Regions from separate parts of the Oryctolagus cuniculus genome. Here all the other regions are linked to region 2. A link is a contact called in public Hi-C and Micro-C data. All regions are on one chromosome and are shown on one strand. Each heading gives the region's core, a stretch centred on a gene start, on an enhancer-like site or on the middle of the called end of the contact. The rest is flanking DNA. Distances are from core to core; before and after follow the strand shown.

Region 1 (4,504 bases), core at 13-2,512, 250 kb after region 2:
ATTCCTGTGTCTCATACTGGAATACTTGGGTTTGAGTCTCAGCTCTGGCTCCCAACTCTACCTTCCTGTTAATGCACACACTCTAGGAGGCAGCAGTGATGGCTCAAGTGTTTGAAAGAACTGAATTGAGTAAGTACCTCCCAGCTCCAGCCCAAGATCCAGCTGTTGCAGCCATTTGCAGAGTGAACCAGTAGATGGGAGCTCTTGGTCTCTCCATCTCTCAAGTAAGAAAAAAAAAAAAAAATGAACTACCATAAAACATAACAACCTTCTTCAATACAGTTATTTTTAAAAAATTATTTATTTATTTGAGAGGCAGAGTTACAGACAGAGGGAGAGAGAGAGAGAGAGAGAGAGAGAGAGATCTTCCATCCGTTGGTTTACTCCCCAAATGGCTGCAACGGCCAGAGCTGGGCTGACCCAATGACAGGAGCCAGGAGCTTCCTCCAGGTCTCCTACATGGGTGCAGCGGCCCAAGTATTTGGGCGATCTGCTGCTGCCTTCCCAGGCCGCTATGGATTCAAAGAGCAGCCTGGACACAAACTGGCACCACAGGCAGAGACTTAACTTACTATGCCACAGCACGGGCCCCACAGTTACTTTTTAAACAACACAAATTCTTCAAGAATACAGTAATATCCTTCGGTATTAACAAATCAGCTAGGTTTATTTCTTCTTTTTAAAAAAATAAATGAAAGTTATTTCTTATCTGTTCTGTTGTTCCTGCCTGAATACACCTGTATCAGTCACTTTTTAAACCACAGAAAATTTTAGAAAGAGGAGCTAATTAAAAACTGCAGAACTTCAAAGAGTCTTTAGCCTAAGAGGTAAACCATTCCTTCAGGGCAATAAGCAGGGAGTCAGTGGTAGGGATCACACTGCAATGTACAACATCTCTTATAGTAACATGTGTAAGCAGCCCATTTATTCTACATAAAACTTTTTTTTCTGGTTATAATAATACAAATTTATTACAGCAACCTTGGAAAATGTAAGTGCTTTTGAGGCTGCTGCTTTTGGCTCCTAAGAAGGGTAATGAGAAGACTATGAAGAACAATGGACAATTATTAATACTTTTTCAGAGACAAACCTATCAACTACGGCCCTATTCCAGGTTTTTCTCAGATTGCCAATGAGGAAGGAAATTCACTTGGTGGGAAAGGGGGGCCATCCTGCCCTTACTGCAATTCCCCTGTGCCAGAAAGTGGCAAATTCTTCCACAGAGTACAAGGTTTATGTAATCTGTCTGCTCAGTCCAGACACAATGGCTAAGGGGTCAGCCAGGTCACTGAAGGAGAGGGGCAGGATTTCCTTTCCCCTAGCAGTCCAATTCCTGCTGCAATAATGGTAAAATCACTGCACATTGTTCAAGTACTGGGAAGAAATGTACAGTTGTTCTAAGATGTAAGACTGAGAAGAAGTGAAAAAATTGAATGGGTCCAAATGAAAGAAAAAGAAGGGAGAGCGGGGGAGAAAGGGTATCAGTACAGGAAAGAAAAGAAAAAAAAAAAAGCTGAGATGAAAGAAAACCCTCACAGACGAATGAAAGAAAGAAGATAAACAAGTTAGACAACAATCAGGTTCATATATTTTAAGTTAACAAAGTATTTCTACATGTGATGCTCTATGTCTGGCACAAATGAAAACCACGGAGTTAGGAAGGATTCTAAAAACTATAATTCAGTGTTTATTCTTGGCTTGCCCCCACTGTCCATTATGTAGTTACCACAGAAAGGCAGATGGAGAGGTGACTAGGTGTGACCACAAACCACAATACGTTATAGAACTTTCACCTCAGAAACTGGACAACTCTGTGATATAAAACATAGCAGTGAAACACTATTTAAAACTAAAGGTAGCTAATCAAATTATAGTATCCCTTGCAGTGTAAAACTAAAGCTTTTAGTGATAAGGTTTTATTACATAATGAAGAAATCCTGAGAAAATCAAGGGAAAAAAGCCAAAGCAGCATAAGAAACTTTGGGCTATTTGCCATATTCATTATCTGTTATTTCCATTCCCCCTCCCCAACACAAATTAGCTGTGATTTGCCAAAAAATATAAAAGACAAAAGAAGATAAAGCAGTAATTTTTTGAAGCAATTTTTCTCCAGTTTAGCATTTCCTCCTTTTCACCACCATATCCATCATCATTACTTATGTACTTTCCCACTGAACACTGAGATAAAAACAAAAATACAAAAACACTGTCATTCTGATAACATGGCCTTGACCAAGCATTCCACAGCTGGGACCCTTTGGAAGTCCAGAAGCCCTGAATCTAGTCTTTCCCCGACTTGTCCTCAATTACCACAAATCAAAATAACCCAGGTCCTTGGGAGTCTTGAACCTTTCAATCCTTAGAGGTCAAGGTGTGATGAGGGGCCCTGCAGTCCCAGGGGTCAGGATCATTCCTGAAGGGACACAGTATGTTGACAACACAGCTTCAGAAAGTTCAAAGTACTCACAAAATTCATTTTGAGAAAGGAAACATCCTGACTCCAGCTGTCAAATTAGGATTTGATAGCTTTTTCATAAATGCTGGTTTTGCTCTGGTATATTTCCAAACTTCAGCCTTCCATGATAATGTGAAAGAACACAAGGGTCATGTAGAAACTGGTTGAGAGAACTGCGACTTTGACTACAACTGAAAACACGTCACCTTGGGTGCAATCTGTTGAAATCTTTACTTAGCATATACTAAGCTGATCTTCTATATATAAAGATAATGAAAAATGAATCTTAATGAAGAATGGGATGGGAGAGGGAGTAGGAGATGGGATGGTTTGCGGGTGGGAGGGTGGTTATGGGGAGAAAAAACCACTATAATCCAAAAGTTGTACTTCCGAAATTTATATTTATTAAATAAAAGTTTTCTAAAAAAAAAAAAAAAGAATGAATGAATGAATGAATGAAAAAAAGAAAACATGTCATCTAAACTTCTTTTGGCCACTAAGGCTCCCTGTCATCCAGTGACTCACAGCAACCAGGGAATCTTGCAGATTGCTAGGTTTCTTTTTAGAACTTAGGGACAAAATAAGCCAACACTTAGAATTTAATGAATACATTCCACAGATAGATTTCTTTTCCTCCTACTGCTCCCTTGATAGAACCATTGCCTCTGCCTCAGCATCCCTCATACTTGTAATCCATTCCAAATCTCAACTTCCTTGTTAAGTTGAATTGAGCATTTTTTTAAAAAAGTCTTTTTCTTTTATGAATGAGCTTTCCAATTTATTTAATCTCCTTCAAAACATCTGCTTTCTGATGAAACCCAGAGATTCCTACTTGGAGTAGAGCATTTGCTGTGTGGTCTTAAAAGAGCCATATGCATGGATTCCTCCTGCAATATATACTCCAAATTTGGATAAAACAAACTTACTTGGAGCTCTTTGACATGATGCTCTATAAAAATGATCCAAGACATGACACATTTTAAAGCTGCATACCTCATTTATTGAAAAATGTCCAAGTATAAAATTCATACGATAAAAAAAAACAGCATCTTTTTTATTTTTTGGAAATAACATTTAGAGTTGTCCTAATAAAGTAACCAGCCTTTGCTGCCATCTAGAGGTTAAAGCTATGTAGCTAAATCAGAATTACCAAGAAAAGCACAAAGCTTACAGCATGAACAGTACAAAAACAGAAACTCACTAACTATTGGGCAGTCAGCTCCTATAAATGTCCACCATCCCAAGTCACATTTTCTTTTCCAACACATATCACTGTTGCTTAAAAGAAATAAGCTCACCTATACTGTATTCTTTGTGAATTGGTTTGCTGAACAGATTTAATAAACTGTGGTGCTCACTAAAAATTCATATGCCCATAATTCCACTCCTAGACAATCTTAAATCCAAGTTCAGCATCTGGGCCTTTGCCCAGATTTTAAAAGCCCCACAGATGATTCTGATGAGCATTCTTCAAGGTCACCACTGGCCCCTAATGCCCTGGCCTATCACAGTGCTGGACTATCTACTGGGCCAGAGTCCCACATAAAAGAAATCTTAAAGCTCATGTCTAAAAAAGGTTCAGCTACGCAATTAGTTCCTCAAAGTGTGGGGCTAACCACCTACATTAGAATAAATTACCTTGAGTATATGTTAAAAATGTGGATCTCAGGGCATATCCACAGACAAATGAATTACAATATCTAAGGGAGAGGCCCAGGAATATACAATTAAGAAAGTAAATCTACAATTTAAGATTCCAACAAAGATTTTTTTACACTAAATTGGCTAACCAATGTAAATCTTGACAAAGTTTATCACGGAAACCTATCTTGGACAGGCTATTACTAATTCTATGGTCATATTATCAGCACACTTGATCAGTCCATCACTTATTTCAACTACAAATAACATGGCTGATGTTCACAGAAATGTCCTAATCTCTGAGATATATCACTCCTTTTCTAATCTCTTAATACGTTAGTACTGCTTTTTATACTTGTAATACTTATTATAGAAAGTGTAGAGAATGCAGATAATGTAAGAAAAATA
Region 2 (4,728 bases), core at 1,466-3,965:
TTTGAGTCTAGACTTGGAAATGCAGAGAAGCAACTGGAACAGGTCCCTGTTGAGAAAATAGCCCATTCATTTTCCAGCTGAATAATCCACAGGTTGGGAAAATGGAGTTGAAAAATCTTAGGACATGAGATATGGGAGAGCCAAGAGCCGTAGCCCTTTAGAGCTTACTGTCCAGGGCTTTGCCCTGAGATACACAGCACATAACACTCAAGAGGATGATCCAAAGACGACAGGTTTAGCCTAATATGTGCTAATTAGTTTACCACAGGGATAAATGATCCTACGAATCTCTGTAGGTAGAAGTCTTCTAAATTCAGTGTCAGTATATGGGTTGAGACATCAAATAATAAAAATGGAATTAGCACAAAGTCTTCATGAGGACACTTTGTTGATGGATCATTGGTTCACACCTGGAGAATAATTATTGCTGGATGTCCAAAGAGTGTAAATCTTGAGACCTCTAATTATATAGTCAGGTTGAAAATTGTCACAGTGATTCTCTTCAAGGAGGAAATCAAGGGTCAGATGGAGATGACAGGAAGAGAGACCAGTGCAGAGAAAAGAGTTGAAGCTAGGAGGAAAAAGAGGTAAGGATCCGTTTGGAAGGATCAGTCTTAGACAGGAAAGGGCAGTTTTGGAGCAGAGTGAGAGAAAGGCCTGGCATGGAACAGTAAGTGCTTCTAGCATTGGCCCCAGGAAATCAAAACACAAGCCTTGACTATGACTGGAGCCAGCCGCATGGAAGACTTATGCCCTTAGGTTTTTAAGAACTTCCTCTATCCTCTCTTCCACGGGAGTTTCAGTGAATGCTTTGAAGCTCAGGCAGGCTCAGGAGAGGAAGTCCTCTCTCTGATTGCCCTGCCTCAACTGCCAGGCTACAGCAAGATGTGAGGTGACATTTTGAGCAGGAAACCAAGTATTAATGAGGCAGTTCTACCCAGGGAAATTCTTTTCCTTTCCTCTTGATCTCTATGTTTCTCTGCGATACCCAGCAAATGCAGGCTCTTAAGAGATGGAGTGGGTGAAAGAAAATCAGGATAAAGCCATTATTTTTCTCCTTGTCATCAGCGTATATTGTGATATGTCTGAAATGGCACAACTATAGGGACCCACTATATAAGGGAAATTAGGAAATGCTAATACACCCTGTCTCCCCTCCCCCAAATGAGTAGCTGCTCTTAAAACTAACAAAAGAAATCCTTTTCTTTTGTACAATTTTTTAAAATCTATATAACTGAGTAACAGAGCAGAACAAAAAAAGGAATTATATAGAAGAGAGCATAATAAGTAAAATCATACATGGTGAAAACCACACTATTAGTGATATTAATTCTTCACTCATGGGCAATTTTTGATGGGTTGCGGCAGCATCTTATTATAACCTCATACATTCTTTTAAAGGAGCATAAGATTAATCTGTGAACTTTAAAAATGTACTTAGGTTTCAGTGTACTTAGGCTAAAGCTTAAACTGGTTGGACCAGTAAGAAACATTATTTAAAGCTCTAGTCCTAAGAAACAGCAGAGTACTCAAAAGCAACACTAATGTGAAAAAACATTTTTATTCCATTGGTTAGGAGAGGCCAAACAATTATTTCAGATGTGTCTTATCAGTTCATTCTGATCACATTCTTACAGTATTAAGGTGATCAACTCCCCCTAAAAACTAGTGAGGAAGAACAATTGAAGACCACCTCCCATAACCAAATCTAATTGCAATGACCATTCTAAGAGCAACATTCATTGTTTCTCACATTAATGGGACTCAGATCTGTGCTCTGGTCATAATACGCAAGAGCAAAAGCATTTAGTGTCAGCCATTTGGTAATAATTATCCAAACCCATGGTCTTTTTTTCTGTATACATTATGGCACTGCCATGTGTGTATCCATAATCAAATGCTGTTAATTTTTAATGTGTGAGTTTTCTCTTTGAGGATCAAATGAGTCATGAATTATGAGGATCAAAAGAGTTAAGAATTATGTGTGAAATGAGAAGAAAAAAATGAGAAAAAAGTCTCCCAAAGTACAATAGACCTGAGCTGCCCTGTCACACCAGATTTTTTACTTAAGTCTGTCAAAATGAGCTGGACAGCTTTCGAGTTTGTATCTCATGTCCAGGGCAAACAGCAACTCCCTCTCTTACGGCAAATCCACTATTTCTGCTTACGTCTTCACAAATGGATGGGCTCTCCACTCTGCCCCCGTTTCTATGCCAAATTCCAAAATTTCTGGCAGAAAAGAGATCTGTCAAAACAGGTTAGTTGTATTTTTATTGGTTCCTCCAGACCATGACGACATTTCCTGATAGGCAATGCCAGGAAACTATTAATGTCTGAAAAAGCAGTGAATGTTCTTATGAGCACAAACTCTCTGGTGCCCCAGGAGACTGCTGCCTGAAGGAACCCCCACCAGTCTTCAGAATGTGACACAGATTCAACGTGCTGCTGTGTCAGAACTCTAAAACACCACTACCAGAAAAGAGGAAAGTGTCTTTCCCCAAAGAAATTTCTGCAACATACAACAGGTTGTTTCCTCCCTTTCTCTCCCACACATGCTTGCCCAGGGCAGAGGAGTGGGGCATTAGCTGGGCAACTAATGGCTGGATCAGTTGAGGCTGCTGCACAAATTAGGTAATGCATTCAAGTAGTTAATGGATCCTTCCCCAAGAAAAGGCAGTAAAAATGTCTACACTTGGATGAGGAGGGTATGGCCTTCCGAGCAAATGGAAGAAAGGATCCATTTTAACATCCAGGTGCAGAAGCAGAAGTGCACTTTTTAAAAGGTGCTCAGTGATTCCACTAATGCTAGAAGTGCATTCTGCCAATGTGCACCCTGTGAACACTTGCACAGCTGATCTTAAAGGAAGAAGGAGCTTCACAGAAGATGTGAAACTAAATGGAACAAAACTTGGTTGAGGCACTGGACCTTTAGGAAACTTTCAAGGGTGTCAACTGATATATTATTAAGTGCCCAAATCATGTGGCTATTTGCTAATGTTATAACTGGGTTTGTGGAGCAGAAAAGCAGCTCCCTGCACTGTCATATCCTTCTATTTCACAGCGCCACCTGCTGGGTGACAATGAGCTGAACTGTCACTTCTTGAACTGATATCTAAAAATTCACAAAAAGAAACGGCTTTACTTTTTCCACTGTACAGAGAATACTGAGAAACAGTGTTCTCTATGGTGGCATTTTCACGGTGGCAGGGTATAGTTCTGTTCATCTTTTCTGCTGCCCTATCCACTCACATTCCAGTGATGACTGTGTCCTTTGAAATGTCCAAACAGGAAAGAGAAGCATTAAAACCAAGAACATAATATATGTTTGTTGCAAGTTAACTGATGTTAGGTCACAGAAATCACGACCTTTAAAAGCTGGATGGTTTCCTCATAATCTTTAAAGAGACCTCTAGGAGCTGGTTCAGCGGCGTAGTGGGTAAAGCTGCCGTCTGCAGTGCCGGTATCCCATATGGGTGCCGGTTCGAGTCATGGCTGCTCCACCTCCTATCCAGCTCTCCGATATGACCTGGGAAAGCAACAGAAGATGGCCCAAGTCCTTGGGCTCCTGCACCCATGTGGGAGACCCAGAAGAAGATCCTGGCTCCTGGCTTCGGATTGGCGAAGCCCCGGCCATTGCAGCCAAGTGGGGAGTGAACCAGTGGATGAAAGATCTCTCTCTCTCTCTCTCTGCCTCTCCTTCTCTCTCTGTGTAACTCTGACTTTCAAATAAATAAATAAATCTTTAGAAGAAAGAGGGTCGGCGCCGCGGCTCAATAGGCTAATCCTCCGCCTTGCGGCGCTAGCACACTGGGTTCTAGTCCTGGTCGGGGTGCCCGATTCTGTCCCGGTTGCCCCTCTTCCAGGCCAGCTCTCTGCTGTGGCCTGGGAGTGCAGTGGAGGATGGCCCAAGTGCTTGGGTCCTGCCCCACCTGGCAGGTTATCCAGTAGAAGGGGCAGGGCAGGATGCAAATACAGGGCTGCCCCTGAAACGTTATCAGGATGACTTTGAGATGCATATGCTGGACTTAAATGTCTCCTTAGGCCTTTGTCACACACACATAAGCTCATACCTGACTTCCTACCTAATACATTCATGCATCATGCATCCATTAATCATCTTTTTATTCCCCTATATGCTGTCTCCCCATCCATCATCAATTTGGGTTTATGAAAAGTTACAAAGTTGACTTACAGGTAATTTACACTCCCAACACCAGTGCACAAGAGCACCTATTTCCCTGCACCTTTGTTAATATCGGATATGATCATTAAAAATATTTGCCAATTTGGTAGGCACAAACTGGTAATTCTCCAATCAAATATGCATTTCTAATTGTCTTATATTTTTACATATGCTCCATGTAATCTACAATTTTACGAAGCAGTTATTCTTAAATTCCTTCATTGGTGGTAGATTCAGGTCAGTTTAACTATAGGGCTTATATTCCTTTCAGTAATCCTCCCTGTTCCCCTCCCATGAGAGTTTTGTATTGTGCTGTAAAGAGTCTTGAAAGACTCCTTGGGGGTACCTCATGTCTTCAGGATATGGAGTGACTCAAGAGCATGGGGAGTCCGGTGGGGCCAGCTTTGATTGTGCTTCTCTATTGTACTGGACCCAGTGTTCTCCTGGGTGGCCAATAAAGCCTCTGAATGTTAGCCTCCTGTGGCTCTAGGTTTGGTTAGAGTCCACAATGACTACTTCAGACTACTGCAGGGTATACGCATCAC
Region 3 (4,843 bases), core at 275-2,774, 230 kb before region 2:
GACTACTAAAAAAATTAAATTACACACGTGGCTCCCTTCTTTTAGCCAGCATAGATCCAAGTCCTATTCATTCCTCAAGGCCTATTTCAAGCATCAATGCTTTCACGATGCCTTCCCCAACGACTCCAGCTAGAAGTGGTTTCTGCCATAACCCCCTTAAAGTCACACTCCAACAGAATAAGATTAATTTTTACCTTGTAACTACGTTCCTTAACTCTATAGGTAAATAGAAAAAATAACATCTAGGTCATCATAAGTTCTCCTCCTAACTCTGCAGAGTACATGCACTAAGATAACATTTGATGTCTCTAAACAAAAGTTGAATTTTTCAATTACTACATAATTCTTCAATGATTTCCATTCCCTTCCCCAAAAGACAAAAGTTGAAGACTAAGAGTGTCTTGTATTATTTTTAGGTAAGTAGAGTGCCAGTGAGCTGTACACCTATATAATACACAAGCAAGTCCCAAACTAATACACTTACATCAGCTACAAAAACTAGACAAGCCTCGAAACTTCCTTTTTAAAAACATAGGATGTTTATTATTCCTAATGGTGTACTGTGAAGATGAACTATTTCAAAAGTAGGAGCGCTTCTCCGAGATTACTGGGTGAGTAAAGTTGTCCTCCCCACTACCTCAAAACAAATCAGGTATGCATGCCAAGGCTTGGGATCACAAGAGCGAAGTCCCACACTGCATCCTAAGCTTAGAAATCGACCTGTGAGAAGAGGAGGTAGGAAAATACAACTTCTGTGAAAGAGACGAACGTGGAAACTGTTGGGATCGAAACGAGATTTTTTTTAAAAAAAGGAAAAAAATAGCTCAATTACGTGGAAAGGATCCACTCGGGGTGTGTCTTTCAACCTCTGAACCCTCAGGCAAAGGTCGTGCTGATAATTTCAAAGCATCTCTTCTTCAAATGGTATTCTAGTGCCTCAGATCTACATCCAAAAAAACTTCCTGCTTAAACAGCCTCCTGCAACTCCCCTACCAACCTCTGGCCAACCCAGCCCTAGAACCACCCTCTCTAGCAAAATCTGGAGACCGGAGGACGAAGTGACAGGCCTAGCACCTGGACGACACCCTTCGCTCTTCCAGTCCTGCTCCAGCCCCTTGGCAGGACCTGACGGAGGGGACCCGGCAGGCAGAGGGGGCGGGGCAGAGCACCGGACTTGGCCGACGATGGCTTTTCTCTTTAAACGTCGGCGCCAGCTGGTGTCTCAGGGACGGGCAGGAGAGTGAGAAGGAAGAATAAAGGGCCAGTGGGCATTAGCCCCCGGCTTTCACTCACCAGCCGTCGCCACTTGACGTTGGTAGTGCCAGGACTTCTTCTCCTTCCGCCATTGCTGTTGACGTCCACGTCACTTTGCCGAAAAGTGGAACCGGCGCCGAGACAGACTCTTGACACCCAGTGTCGTAAAAGGTCTTCCGAAGTCCCGGACTGAGCTGCTCCAACGGGAAAGAAAGGAGGAGGGAGCAGGGAGGGTACAAACTTAACGTCACGGCGTCCCGAAGGCGAAAGGCAGCGTGGGACGCTTGGGGGAGGAGACTTAATAAAGGAAGTTGCCCCACCAAAGACTACATATCCCATGATGCCGCGGAGTCCCCGGGCCGGACGGAGTGGGCGGGTATGTGGGGAAGTGCATCCCGGTAGAAGGCCACAAGAGTCTGGAGCGTTGGTTTTTGGCGGCGGGTTAGCATCTGTGTTCCAATTTGACGTCGAACTTAAAGTTAGGACCGTCAGTGGAGAGAAGAGGGCGGAGGGAAATTCATGCAGGGAATGTGGACGTAGGAAGAGAGTAACGTTTCTGTTGATCTCCTGTAACAGCTAGATTTGAGGAAAGCGTGGGAAGTCTATTTATGGAGCCCATTCAGTAATATGCATGGAGGCCGGCGTACTTCATTTCTGCATATTTGAGTTATAAATCAAGCTGAGTAAAGGAAATATGTTTTAGCCTCCTATCTTAAATAGAACTTCCTAACAGCATGGAAGGTCAAATTCAAATTTAGAATTCCAGAACTGGAATTCATTACAGGGAAAGCTGTCAAGATCCTTTGCTTTTGCACCCCGCGAGCATGGACGCGTTCAGAGTCAGCCCCTGTATCCACGCTCTCTCCACACCACCAGTACCCTTCGGACACAGACCCCTGGGCTTCCCTCTGCCACCTGAGGGCTTTGAGTGGGTACATGCTCAGGTGGATGGACCCACAGAAATGCTTTTGCAAGCCTAGGCAACACCACCGATGAAGTAGAACTACATGCAACAACATAGATAAATCTGAAAAATATTAGATGAGCAAAACATTGGCAATGGATAGGTAAGGTATGATGTCATTTAAATTTGGTGTTAAAAACAGGCAAGATAATATTTTATGAATAGGTAGGTATGTGCTAAAAAATGCAAGGGGGTAATGTATAGAAAAATTGGAATGGTAGTTACCGTGGGAGAAAGGAGGAACGCCTCAATTAAAATTTTAATATTTGATTTCTTGAGAGCTGAGAAGTAGCTACTTGGGCATCCATTATTCTTTATAGAATATAATATGTTTCATAATTTTAAAAACTATTGTATTAAAGTAATAGCTATCTCATTTACAACCAAAAACATGTTCTCTTTTCCCAAAGGGCAGATAATACACTGATAAAGCTGCATGTTACTGCACCTAGATCCAAGCCCAGGATTTCTATGTGATATTCAGCGCTTCATTGGGGAAAATTTCTTTTAACACCAATGAGGCTTTTGCTGCCTGCTATCAGAAAGAATAAAAGTATGAATCTAAGTCAGATTACCATCCTAATATGCAGGACCTCTGCTGGATCCCCTCAGTTGTTGCCAGAGAGTTTTCAGAGGCTTTACTAAAATTCTTTTTTTAAGATCTTATTTATTTGAGAGGTAGAGTTACAGAGAGTGAGAGAGAGATAGAGAGTGATCCATTTGCTGGTTCACTCCCCAAATGGCCACAATGGTCAGAGCTGGGCCTATCCGAAGCCAGGACCAAGGAGCTTCCAGGTCTCCCACATGGGTGCAGGGCCCCAAGCACTTGGACCATCTTCTGAAGCTTTCCAAGGCCACAGCTGGATCAGAATTGGAGCAGCTGGGACATGAACTGCCACCCATATGGGATGCTGGTGCTGTAGGTGGAGGCTTAACCTACTATGCCACAGCAAAAGCCCTCACTAAAATGGCTTTAAAAACCATTCAGTCAGTGATGAGACAAGAAATTGTTCACTGGTTAAAGTAATTCTACTCCTCAGTTATTCATCTTGAATGTAATTAAATTAGTGACTGCTTTGCAGTCTGTGATGAAATTCCATTAAAAACTTATCATTTGACATTTTCAAGCAGTTCTTCATTATGTAAAGGTGAAGTTGAAATTTCTGACTTCTGTTACCCTTAACAGGATCAGAATGAGCTTCATGGACATGCTTCCTCTGCAGTAACACAAGACCCTTGCGCTTGGTTAATGCTCTGCTGTTGCCATCTTGAAATTCTTAATGATTTTGGAACAAGAGGCCCCTTGTTCTCATTTTGCACTAGGCCTCACAAATTAGTTGGACATTCCTAGATAGGTCAGCATCATATTGATACAAAACCCATTTGGGACAAGATTTCAATTGAAATTGTTTGATGATTTTTTTCTTCTGGAAGGTTTGTATCATTTATTGTTTACTCGTAAACCTGTTCTAAGTTCTATTGAGTATTCATTTTGGAAATCATGATATTAATGACCATGATGATATTATCTCCTTCAGTGATAAATTCAGGACTCTGACTGTGAGGTAAGGTTCTTGAAACTTAGAATGCCTTTGATTTCTCTTCCTTGAACAGGTCCGACTGGTGTTTGTTTGGGTTTGGGTTGTTAATATTCAGCTTTCAGTGGTAGGTAAGTCTTCTTCCCATAAATGCTTTCTCCTCATCTGCTCTGTGTCAGCATCAGCCATACCTTCCCCTCCCCTCATCATTTGAAAGAACAAACACCACACTGAGTTTTTGATATCTAAGATGCCGGATTATGACAGATCTCTCCTGGTTGTTGGGTTTTCTAATTAAAAGCCCTTCCTTTTGTACCATATCTGGTCTGTCCATATTTCCCCAACATGTCTCACTGCCTGAGATGACAAGTATCATGTTATGTTCACAGAATATTTTATAGCTGGCTACAAATTTTTATCGTTGTAACTTTGTGAGTGTTTTTTGCTTTTGAAACATCTCAAGGCCCTGCCATTGAGTAAACTTGGGTTGTTGTGTGCATGAGATTGCAAATAGAAGTTAAATTCTAGTAGTGGACCACTACTTAAAATGAAAACACTTTTCAGAGCTAAAGAAGATTCCATTATGAAATCATCTGCTTGTATTTTCTTTTTTTAAAAAAAAAGATTTATTTATTTATTTATTTATTTGAAAGGCAGAGTTAGAGAGAGAGAGAGAGAGAGAGAGAGAGGGAGGAGCTGGGCCGATCTGAAGCCAGGGGCCAGGAGCTTCTTCCGGGTCTCCCACGAGGGTACGGGGGCCCAAATACCTGGGCCATCTTCCACTGCTTTCCCAGGTCATACAGAGAGCTGGATTGGAAGAGGAGCAGCTGGGACTTGAATTGGCACCCATAGGGGATGCCAGCACTGCAGGCAGTGGCTTTATCTGCTGTGCCACAGCACTGGCCCCATCTGCTTGTATTTTCTTATTATTCTCTCCTAATTTTAATATTTCAGTGATACTAGGTATCTTTCTACTTTCTTTTTTTTTTTAAGATTTATTTATTTATTTGAAAGTCAAAGTTACACAGAGAGAGGAAGGGGTCTTCCATCCAATGGTTCACTTCCCAGTTGGCCGCAACAGCCAGAG

Evidence for each region. A called contact is a pair of places that touch in the nucleus more often than the background predicts.
Region 1: a contact with region 2 is called in a Hi-C map of an unstated tissue, with 5 times the contacts expected there. The contact joins two enhancer-like sites. A contact is called at or near these places in 3 of 6 Hi-C or Micro-C datasets (ear pinna, liver and an unstated tissue).
Region 3: a contact with region 2 is called in a Micro-C map of ear pinna, with 5 times the contacts expected there. The contact joins the promoter of TBC1D23 here to the enhancer-like site in region 2. A contact is called at or near these places in 4 of 6 Hi-C or Micro-C datasets (ear pinna, psoas muscle, skin fibroblasts and 1 more).

The regions. Positions count from the first base shown.
Region 1 is chr4:54,310,984-54,315,487 of mOryCun1.1, reverse strand. All of the region lies in intron 1 of CMSS1 (cms1 ribosomal small subunit homolog), which reads right to left. The region is part of intron 5 of FILIP1L (filamin A interacting protein 1 like); the gene reads left to right. Among named protein-coding and RNA genes, the nearest start is that of CMSS1, 21 kb to the right of the region's middle. Within about 2 kb of position 1,262, at least 1 of the 8 cell types and tissues checked has an H3K27ac peak or open chromatin away from gene starts, as enhancers often do.
Region 2 is chr4:54,557,573-54,562,300 of mOryCun1.1, reverse strand. The region is part of intron 1 of CMSS1 (cms1 ribosomal small subunit homolog); the gene reads right to left. The region is part of intron 1 of FILIP1L (filamin A interacting protein 1 like); the gene reads left to right. Among named protein-coding and RNA genes, the nearest start is that of FILIP1L, 45 kb to the left of the region's middle. Within about 2 kb of position 2,715, at least 3 of the 8 cell types and tissues checked have an H3K27ac peak or open chromatin away from gene starts, as enhancers often do. A contact at or near this core is called in ear pinna, where this site is marked.
Region 3 is chr4:54,785,972-54,790,814 of mOryCun1.1, reverse strand. It overlaps TBC1D23 (TBC1 domain family member 23), which reads right to left and starts at 1,524. Exons shown (of 19, transcript XM_070071986.1): 1 at 1,294-1,524. The coding sequence starts at 1,346.